2 separate regions of the Oryzias latipes genome follow, and region 2 is linked to region 1. The links are chromatin contacts, called in public Hi-C maps. All regions are on one chromosome and are shown on one strand. Each heading gives the region's core, a stretch centred on a gene start, on an enhancer-like site or on the middle of the called end of the contact. The rest is flanking DNA. Distances are from core to core; before and after follow the strand shown.

Region 1 (4,583 bases), core at 1,324-3,823:
CAACCTCAAAGGCACGCGACGCCTCCGTCTCTGCTTCCTCTTTTCAGAATCAAAGACAGGAAGTTTCGGGGAAGAAGGGCTGCTTCCTAAATTTGTAGGAATCTACAAACTGAACGAGCGATTTCTTCACATTAGGCGTGTCGTCACATTCCTAAAGGCCTCACTGCTAGTATCAAACACTTGCTTCACACAAGCTTCTCCCTCTAAACATCATTTAGTATCAACATTCAAAGGGAATTTTGTTCTTTAAATCCTGTTTCTCTGCACAGCTTTCTCCTATTTATGATGTTTGGGCTTCTTGGGAGCCTTCTTTATAATAAACACACTCATACCTGATGCTGCTTGAAATCACTCACAGGCAACAAAAGGCTCTTCTTTTTGTTTTTTGTCATTGTCTTTTTTTTTTTGTATCCCTCTTAGGGGAATAAAAACTGTCCAAAAAGAATGCTTTTACTTTGAAAGGACCTCCTGTTTTACATGCTTTTCTGCAGGAAATCCTAAAATGATAATAATTTGCCAAAAATGTAAAAATATGTTCTGACGAAACCAAGCAGTTTGTGATTTTCCATGTGCAATTTTTTGTCAATTGTTTGGATTAAATAATCTGTACAAATCAAACTATGTATTATCCCTGTGTAAATTATTTCACTTTGAAATGTGTTTATTTCAGCATCAGTACATATACAAAACAATGTCAATATATTTATACTATATATATTTTCTGACATCAGGAAAAAAATACGTATATTTTTAGTGATTAAAACCTTTAGTAATATTTATTAAAATACTTTTGTAAGTATTAAAATGTACTTTTTTGTTTTATGTTGGCAAACTTTTCATTTGATCCCAAAATCCCTGAATTTATAAGTGAAAAGGTTTGATATTATAATTGTATTTCATTGTTTTTCTTTTAAATTTTTAAGTGAAGTTTTCAAAAGAAAAGCAAAAGTTTAAAAGACAGTTTTTAAAAGAGAAGAAATCCTGACATTGAGCAGATTATCATATGACCAGCAGGTGGCACTACAATTCAACAAGAATCATTTGCTTATATGTGCCATTAACCCTTGTGCCATCTTAGATGACCCCACCCTTACTTTGACGTGTTCTCCCTACCATGACAAAGGTGGAAAGATTTCATGTAATCCATGGACACCAGTGAAGATAAAAAATCATTGAAGAAGAAAGGTTCAGAGCACTGTCTAGTGGGTCTAGATGACCCCACTCCCAATGGTAAAGTTCTTGGATAGCACAAGGGTTAAGAAAAACCTTAGAATGTGGCACAAAGATTTTTTTTTTATCCAAGAATCAAGTTGCGAACAGAAACCTTTAAAATGAGAACAGTTTTTTTAAGCCAAAAGCAAGAATCAGATGAACTCTAATTGTTTTTTATGATAGACATTTGTGAGATCAATGAAACTTTCAAACAGACTTCCTCCTGTCTGTCAAGACAAACAAGTTTGCCAATCAGCAGAGATCAAACTGATAAATCAGTGTCAATCTTCCAACCCCGTCACAAGAAGGTCACCGCTTGAGTTACAATAAAATACAACACAAAAACAAGAAAATTCAAGGTGAACCAGAACAAAAACTGAACAAAAGCATTTTTAGTCTGTCATTTAATATGCACAAATCCCAGTGACGTACTATTAGGTACGCTTTGCAGATCATTAAATATTAATGCGGGTTTGGTGCATTCATAGACAAACATGTAGCCCATGTTCTTCACACTGGACAAGCAGGGAGGAACTTCTGTTTCCACTGTTGACTAGCGCATATCTGCCACCTACAGTTGGAAGATTCTTAGTGCAAAAGGTCAAAATGTGGCTCCAGGCTTTTTCATTCTCTGCTTTATTCCAATATATGAAAGACTTGGTGTTGTAGAAGTCCAGCCGAGCACAATCTGCTATTATTTTCCCCTCCATGATCAATTTTCAAACAGTTGGAACTTCCATGAATTAAAAGCGACGCCATCCATACGTCACTACCAAATCCGAGTCCCTTTTGTACGTAGAACCCGGAAACTGTCTTAAAAGTGTGCACAACGACACGTGACCGCAAGAGTTTTGAAAGCAGAAGCCCCGAAATGTGTGTTTCCATAGACTTTTCATGGGAAGAAGTCGCTTGGTGTGTCAATTTAGGATGAGAGCTTCCTCTCACTTAAAATAAAATTTCCAAGTAGGGATAATAAATAGTAAATTCAGATGTGATTAACAAATGTTACCTAACTTAAGAAATGTAGCCTTTTAATAAAAGAAAACAATGCAAAATTTTGATGGGGCATAAATGGCGTGATTTTGTTTCACTTTCATGATCATTTGAGTCAGTTAGAAATAAAAATGATTCCTTTTTATCAATTAATTTATATGTGGCATGACACTGTTAAAATTTTCTACTTTTCATTCAAAAATCTTACATATGTTTACTTGGATTTTGAAGTTTACCTTTAATAAATGTGAGTACTTTCAAATTAAAAGTCCCTCTGTCATATGTTGAAAGCTTGAGACAGGCTCTGCCTCCTAAAGGATGACCCTCAACCCGATCCTGATCATTACTAGCGTTTTCATGTAAGCCTCTTACAGTAATGCTCCTCTTGCTGAAGCGGCAACCACTTCGGCAGAACCAGCTGGGACCAGGGCGGGCATAAGCTTCACTTGTGACCCCCCCAAACCGATACCCTGCATAAACAGACATGCTGGGGGGAGACGTGGTAGCTGTGTGGGATATAGCCCTAAGCGATGGAGTGTACAGGATTGAATTTGCGCATGGAACCACCACAGGGAAACGAATTATTTATGTGAACGGGAAGGTAAGAGCGAGTATGGTAGACACATTTGAATATGTAGCTGTAGAATTAAATAAAAAAGGTGAATAGAACTTTAACCTTTTAATGAAGTGTCAGATATTTGCACCAAACAAATTTAGAGATATATTGTAACCAAAAAAATGTAATTTTCTGGCTTTTATCTGTGATTTTGCTGAAAAAGATATGTGGGTCCTACATCTGAGCCCTGAGGCACACCTATGCTACCTGCTGATACAAACAGAACTCAAATTATCATAGCCTGCACTGAGTTTGAAATTACAGTTTAAATTAATATAATTTTAAAAAATATATATTTAGCCAAGCATTTTCAAAGTAAAAGCTAAGATGCTAACTTGATTTTTTTTATCTCTTTGGTTCTTTAAAACGGTAAAAGTTTGAAGTTTTTTCACTTTTTTTTAGTCATTATTTTTTTTTCTTCACATATTTGCTTAATTGTAAGCCACTAAATAAGATACTTCATAACTTTTGATTGTTTGATTGCAATTATAAAGGCTTTCATCGTCTGAATGTGGTCTTTTAACAGGAAGTTGTAAAAAAAGACTGGATGTTCAAACTGGTTGGAAAGGAAACCTTTACCATCGGCAGTACCAACATCAAAGCCACCATTAACATAGAAGCTGTCAGCGGCTTTGCTTATGAATACTCGCTGGACATTGATGGGAAGAGTTTGCAGAAGTTCGTAGACGACAGAGCCAAGACCACAAAGACTTGGGTGTTCCAGGTGGACGGGACGGACTACAGGGTGGTCCTTGGTGAGCCTCATTTTACATTACCAGTTATGTGAGTCTACAGCTGCAGTTATTCTCTGAAATCTTGAGGAGTTACACAGGTAAAATTGTTTTTTTAAATGGAACAGAGAGGTTTCAGTGGATAAAACAACACATTGCAAATGTTAGATGCATTCAAATTTGTAAAATGTTTTATTGTTCTCACAGAAAAGGACACTGTAGACGTTTGGTGCAACGGACAGAAAATGGAAACAAGGGTGAGACACCACTCTGAATACAGGAAAAATTGTCAAATAAAAATCCTTTTAGTTTGTTTAAGGCTCAAAACTAAAGCATGTTGTTGCGTGTACCGTACATATATGGAAGTCTTGGTATTTCACAACTGAGTAATTTAAGGAATTAAGAGGTTACCTAAAAATTGGAAATACAGTATGTATTTGGCATTGTGGCTTTTATTTTGTAAAGCATAATACGTTTGATTACCGTATATAACACAGTTTACATTTTACCTTTATTCCAAATCGATTCTCACACTGTTTAACAGGGGTAAATTAGAGCAGTTACAATTTTTCGCACTTAAAAGCGGCACTTAAAAGCCTTAATTTTTGAATCCACTGTGTTCTTAAGATCTATGACGGAGTTTTAGGGCCACCAAAAAAAAAAAGTAAAATTACGAGATTTTACGAAATAAAATCTCGTAATTTTAGGTTGTTTTTTTTTGGTGGACCTAAAACTTCATCGTAAAGATCAAACCCTTCATGGTTTATTTTTAAAATACTTTTAAATTCCCTTTGTTTTGTGTGCAAAAATTGTTCAAATGCAATGCATTGTGGTCTATATTTGCCAATCTAGTGAGCATTGATGCACACTGGTTTGTCGCAGAGACTTGTGGGAAATTTCTAGATTCGGACAGCACTATAAAGTGGCGAAAGCACTACATAGTGCACTGTGAGGTGAATAGGGAAGGAATTCGGACATAGCCGTAGTTTAAAAAAACAAACCATTTATTGATGGTGCACCTTATAATTCGG
Region 2 (4,583 bases), core at 941-3,440, 170 kb after region 1:
AGAAGGAGCTCAGTGTAAAGGGGAGAGCATGTGTGAGCTGAGCAGCCAAGGTGTGAGACCAGCAAATAAAACCTGAACTTTAAAGTCACCTGCCTCCTGTGTAAACCAGGCCACTCTTGTCACATCACACTGTGACATCCTGAATCACCCGCACGTCCTCCTCGATTCAGCCATGAATCTCTTCTTTGGTCTTTCTCTTTCCTGGTAGCTCAGCTACCTGTTCCTCCGACTGTTCCTCCTCTCAAAGTGTCTGACCCGTCTTAACTTGCTCCCCTGCATTTATCTTAAAAACAACTAACAGTAGCTGTTCCTTTGATGGATTCATCCCTTATCTTATCCACTTTGTTCACTCCCAGGTAGATCTTCATCTCTGCTTCCTCCAGCTCAGCCTCTCGTCTCCTTATCAAAATTTCTAAAGTCCAGGGGTCCCCAAATCCAGGACTCGTGCTGGTTTTCCAGAAAACTGGCTTTATCTATTACCTGGGGCAGGTGGGTTTAGCCAATAAGGTTCAATGGCAGGTTGATTGGAAAACATGTAGGACACCGGCCCTTGAGTCCTGGATTGGGGCACCCCTGCAACCCCTGAGGTGAGAGCATGGCTGCTTTCACCCCAGCATTTCCTTTCACGCTTGCTGACCCTGTTTTCTCACACATCATATCTGAAACCTTCCCCTTCAATAGTTCCACCCTGCTTGCACACGCCTCTTTAGCCTTTCCTCAACGGAAGTTGCTCTAACTGTTGTTCCTAAGTCTTTAAAGCCCTCCACCTTCTCCACCTCTTGAGTTCCTGTCATTTACACACAGATGCTGCAGCTGACCTCTCTAGATGGTTCTCCACCTGCTTTCTTTTTTTTATTTCTTTCTTTTTTTTTATTTGTCCTGTCCTGGGATTAGGAATCTTCTGACAATAAAATCAACAAATCTAAAAGGGGCGGGCGGGGAGGAGTGAATTTCTAATAAACTCTTGCTGCTCTGCATAATCGATGTCTTAAAAATGACAGATTTTTAGATTTTGCCTAAAAACACCATCATTTTAATTGAAAGACCACAGGGAACGCTTTTATAATAGATCCAAAGATGATCATCCATCCATCCAACCATTTCCTCAACCTGCCTCATTCCTTTTGGGGTCACAGCGTTGCTGGAAACTGTCTCAGGTACTGTTGGATGAAGGCGGGGTACACCTTGGACAGGGTGCCTGTCTGTCGCACTCACACTCACACACCTAGAGACCTAGGGACACTTTAGAGTAACCAATCAATCTATAAAGCATGTGTTTGGAGTCTGGAGTGCCCAGAGATTGATCCATCTTTTCAATATTTTTTCAAACATTCAGGACCACTTTACAAAATTTATCTAAATGTGACTTTCTCAGTTGAATGAAGATTAAATAAAAATATCCTTCTGCAGCCATGTCCATGGACGTTGGCTACAGTGCTGCTGACCTTAAACTCACAGTATATTTAATAAGCTTAAGTAACAGGAACATCAAGCTGTTTGGAGATGATCTGTTTTATTAACAGAAGGGGAGCAGCCATGCATCTACATGTTTTTCACTGATTATAAGGAGCTGTGGGAAGCGTGTCCTGGATGGAAAATGTGGCTGCTCTTCATCAGCTGCTCCATGAAATCAGATGAACTCTCCACTGATTCAGCATTAGGGCCACCCGGACCCTGGACAAAGAGATGCCGCTCAGCGCAGCTTTGTGGGTGTGTGACTGTACACCCTGACCCGCGACTTTGACGAAATCCCACCTGGGTGTTAAGCTGCAGAAGCTGCTGCCTGACATTTCACAGACAACAGCAGCGGCGAGGCGCTTTCACGCAGATTTAAACTGATGAGTTTTAGCTGCTGTAGCTTAGATGTGTTTGTTTTCTGTTCCATTTGTGCTTTTTACAATTAAAAGTGACCAAAAAATCTGTGATGTTAAAGACAAACATAAATTCTGAAAACATTTGTTTTGTCTAAAAATCGAGAAAACAAAATAGAAAAAAAAAATGAAGGCAGGTCTTCATGTGTGTGTGCTTGTATCCGTGTGTGTGCAGTGAATGGACGAGGGTGGATCTGGGACATTTTTTATTGATTTTTTGTGTGCGTTTTTGACCGCAAACCCATGCACACGTCATCTGTGTATGCGTGTGTGTGTTCACGCATGTGTGTGCGTCCTTGGTCAGCAGAATATAAAAGTCCAACTCTGCTCGAAGCATCAGAGCAGAAGAGGATCAAGGGAAATCTTCATCCGGCGGCTAAACAAAACAGAAAGCAGCAGCAATAAGAGGAAGAGGAGAGACAAAGAAACTATAAGGAGGGGTGAGAATATTTTATTGTACTTTATAATGAAAATGTAAAAAAAAGTTGTATTTTTAAAGTTTTACAGCCTTTTTACTTCACTTAATTACTAAATTACTAATAATTTTTAACTAACAGTTTCTAAATCAGAGCAGATTTTAAAAAAAAAATTAAGACCAGTGTTAAATATTCGAGGTTAAGAAAACAAAGTGCTTAATATATGAAACTTAAATAAATATTTTATTTTTATTTGTTAATTCTCCAATCTGATCTCCAAAATACATATATTAATACAATAATTTTGCATCATCTAATAATATTATTAAGGTAAAATGGTGAAATGTAAATTTCTTAACATGCTTGTTTTAGGTCTTTTAAAAAGTTTAAATATTTGATTTTAGATATACTTTTCTTAATTTTTGTGACAACGTGTAACCTTTGTGATTGAATAAATAAAAAAAAGGTTAAAAAAATGATATAACCGGTGCCAAAACAAGGTGCTAAAATAATATATCAATGTTTTGATTTTGTTTTTATTCAGTCAGATTTGTGGCCACCACTGTTTTTTTAACATATATTAAAAACAAAGATGTGTTTTTTTTCTTGTCAAATTACTTCCAAAACCTGTGGTTTTTACTTAAAAAATGAAATGTAAACAATAAAAGAAGAGTATAATTGAAAAAAAAATTAACCCCAAAAGATAACTAATCTACATAAAAATTGATTTTAAAACTCCAAAACTGAGTGGGATTGTGTTTTTTTTTTGCTTCACAGAGGATGTATACCGTTTGGTTGCTGGTGGCCGTGGTGGTTGTCGGTGGGGCTGAAGGAGCAGTCGGCCAATGCTGGAAGCACTCCAGCTGCCAGGAGCTGGACTCTGAGAGCAGCATGACGGTACAGAAGACGGTCAAAGCAACAATAAGCAGAATCTGCATTTCCTGATCATTTTCATCCACAGTTCAGCTGTTTTGTTGCTTCAAATGGAGTCAAAACAGAATTTTTTGACTCGACTTCTCTGTTGGTTAATTCTTCCTACATTTACCAATAATTCAGATTTAAGGGGTTTGAGAATCTGTAAAATAAAGTGCAAATTTTGACCCAAAAATAGGTTTTTCTTTAGGAAAATGTGATAAGCACTTTAAACTCAACATCCACATCTCCCATTACAAAAACACATCTGCTGTTTTAACACCTTCAGTTGACTGTCAATCTCATCTTTTTACTCCAGGAGTGCCTCCAGCTCTGCCGCTCTGACCTCACCGCCGAGACCCCCCTCATCCCAGGCAGCTCCCACCTCCAGCCTCCACCTCCCTCAGATCCCTTCTCTTTCATCTCTCCATCCCCTCAAACCAAACGCTCCTACTCCATGGAGCACTTCCGATGGGGCAAGCCCGTCGGGCGCAAACGTCGCCCCGTCAAGGTCTACACCCCAAACGGAGTGGAGGAGGAGTCCTCTGAGGTTTTCCCAGGTGAGATGAGGAGGCGGGAGTTGGCCAATGAGCTGCTGGCGGCTGCAGCGGAGGAGGAGGAGAGGGCTATGGAGGAGGTGGAGGAGGAGGAGGAGCGTCAGCATCTCCTGGCTGGCCTGCAGGAGAAGAAGGATGGCTCCTACAAGATGAAGCATTTCCGCTGGAGCGGCCCTCCCGCCAGTAAACGCTATGGCGGCTTCATGAAGAGCTGGGAGGAGGATCGCCAGAAACCACTGGTGACGCTCTTCAAGAACATCATCAACAAGGACGAGCAGCAGTGAGATTCCAGAAAAAAAGAAAAGAAAAAGGAGAAGTCAAAACACAAAAGGGGGGGGGGGATTTGCCATAAATAATCAGCAGGCAGCAAAGAGTTCTCATTGGTTCTTTTGTTCCCAATAAAAGACTCTGAAACTGCAGTGTTTTGGCGACAGAATTGTGAGGATTTTTACTGTGTTGTAAATAATAATATTCTTTAAATGAAAAGAGATTTATTTGCAAGCAATGACGAACGGTGTTTGTCTTTTTCTCTACATCCGACATCAGCTTAAAGTCCCACTCCAATCATCCTATGATCTATGTTAAAGCAGTGGTCTTTAAACTATGATTATGATTTTTTTCCAGTAAAATCTCTAAAATCTGGGCCGTTTACCAAGACAGAGTTTCTGCAGAAGCTCATCAGAAATTGACCTCTGAGTTGTGGGTGGGGCCATTGGCATGGAGTAAGCTCTACCACACTCCCCGTCATCCTTCTTGTTTACACTCTCTCCCACTAGCTTACAGCCCCTCACAACCCCAACCTAACATTTGCGGTGCAGTTTTGAGCC

The links. Hi-C and Micro-C count contacts between places; a contact is called where the count stands out from the background.
Region 2: a Hi-C map of embryo shows a contact between it and region 1, with 1.6 times the contacts expected there. The contact joins the promoter of pomc here to the promoter of LOC101165707 in region 1. A contact is called at or near these places in 2 of 5 Hi-C or Micro-C datasets (embryo and fibroblasts).

Annotation. Positions count from the first base shown.
Region 1 is chr2:10,798,272-10,802,854 of ASM223467v1, forward strand. LOC101165707 (fas apoptotic inhibitory molecule 1-like) reads left to right here and starts at 2,574. Exons shown (of 4, transcript XM_004066489.3): 1 at 2,574-2,806; 2 at 3,348-3,576; 3 at 3,760-3,809. The coding sequence starts at 2,690. It overlaps LOC101156149 (ras-related protein O-RAL), which reads left to right. Exons shown (of 5, transcript XM_004066455.3): 5 at 1-619.
Region 2 is chr2:10,967,570-10,972,152 of ASM223467v1, forward strand. pomc (pro-opiomelanocortin) reads left to right here and starts at 2,191. Exons shown (of 3, transcript XM_004066456.3): 1 at 2,191-2,311; 2 at 3,065-3,184; 3 at 3,519-4,175. The coding sequence starts at 3,068. The coding sequence ends at 4,040.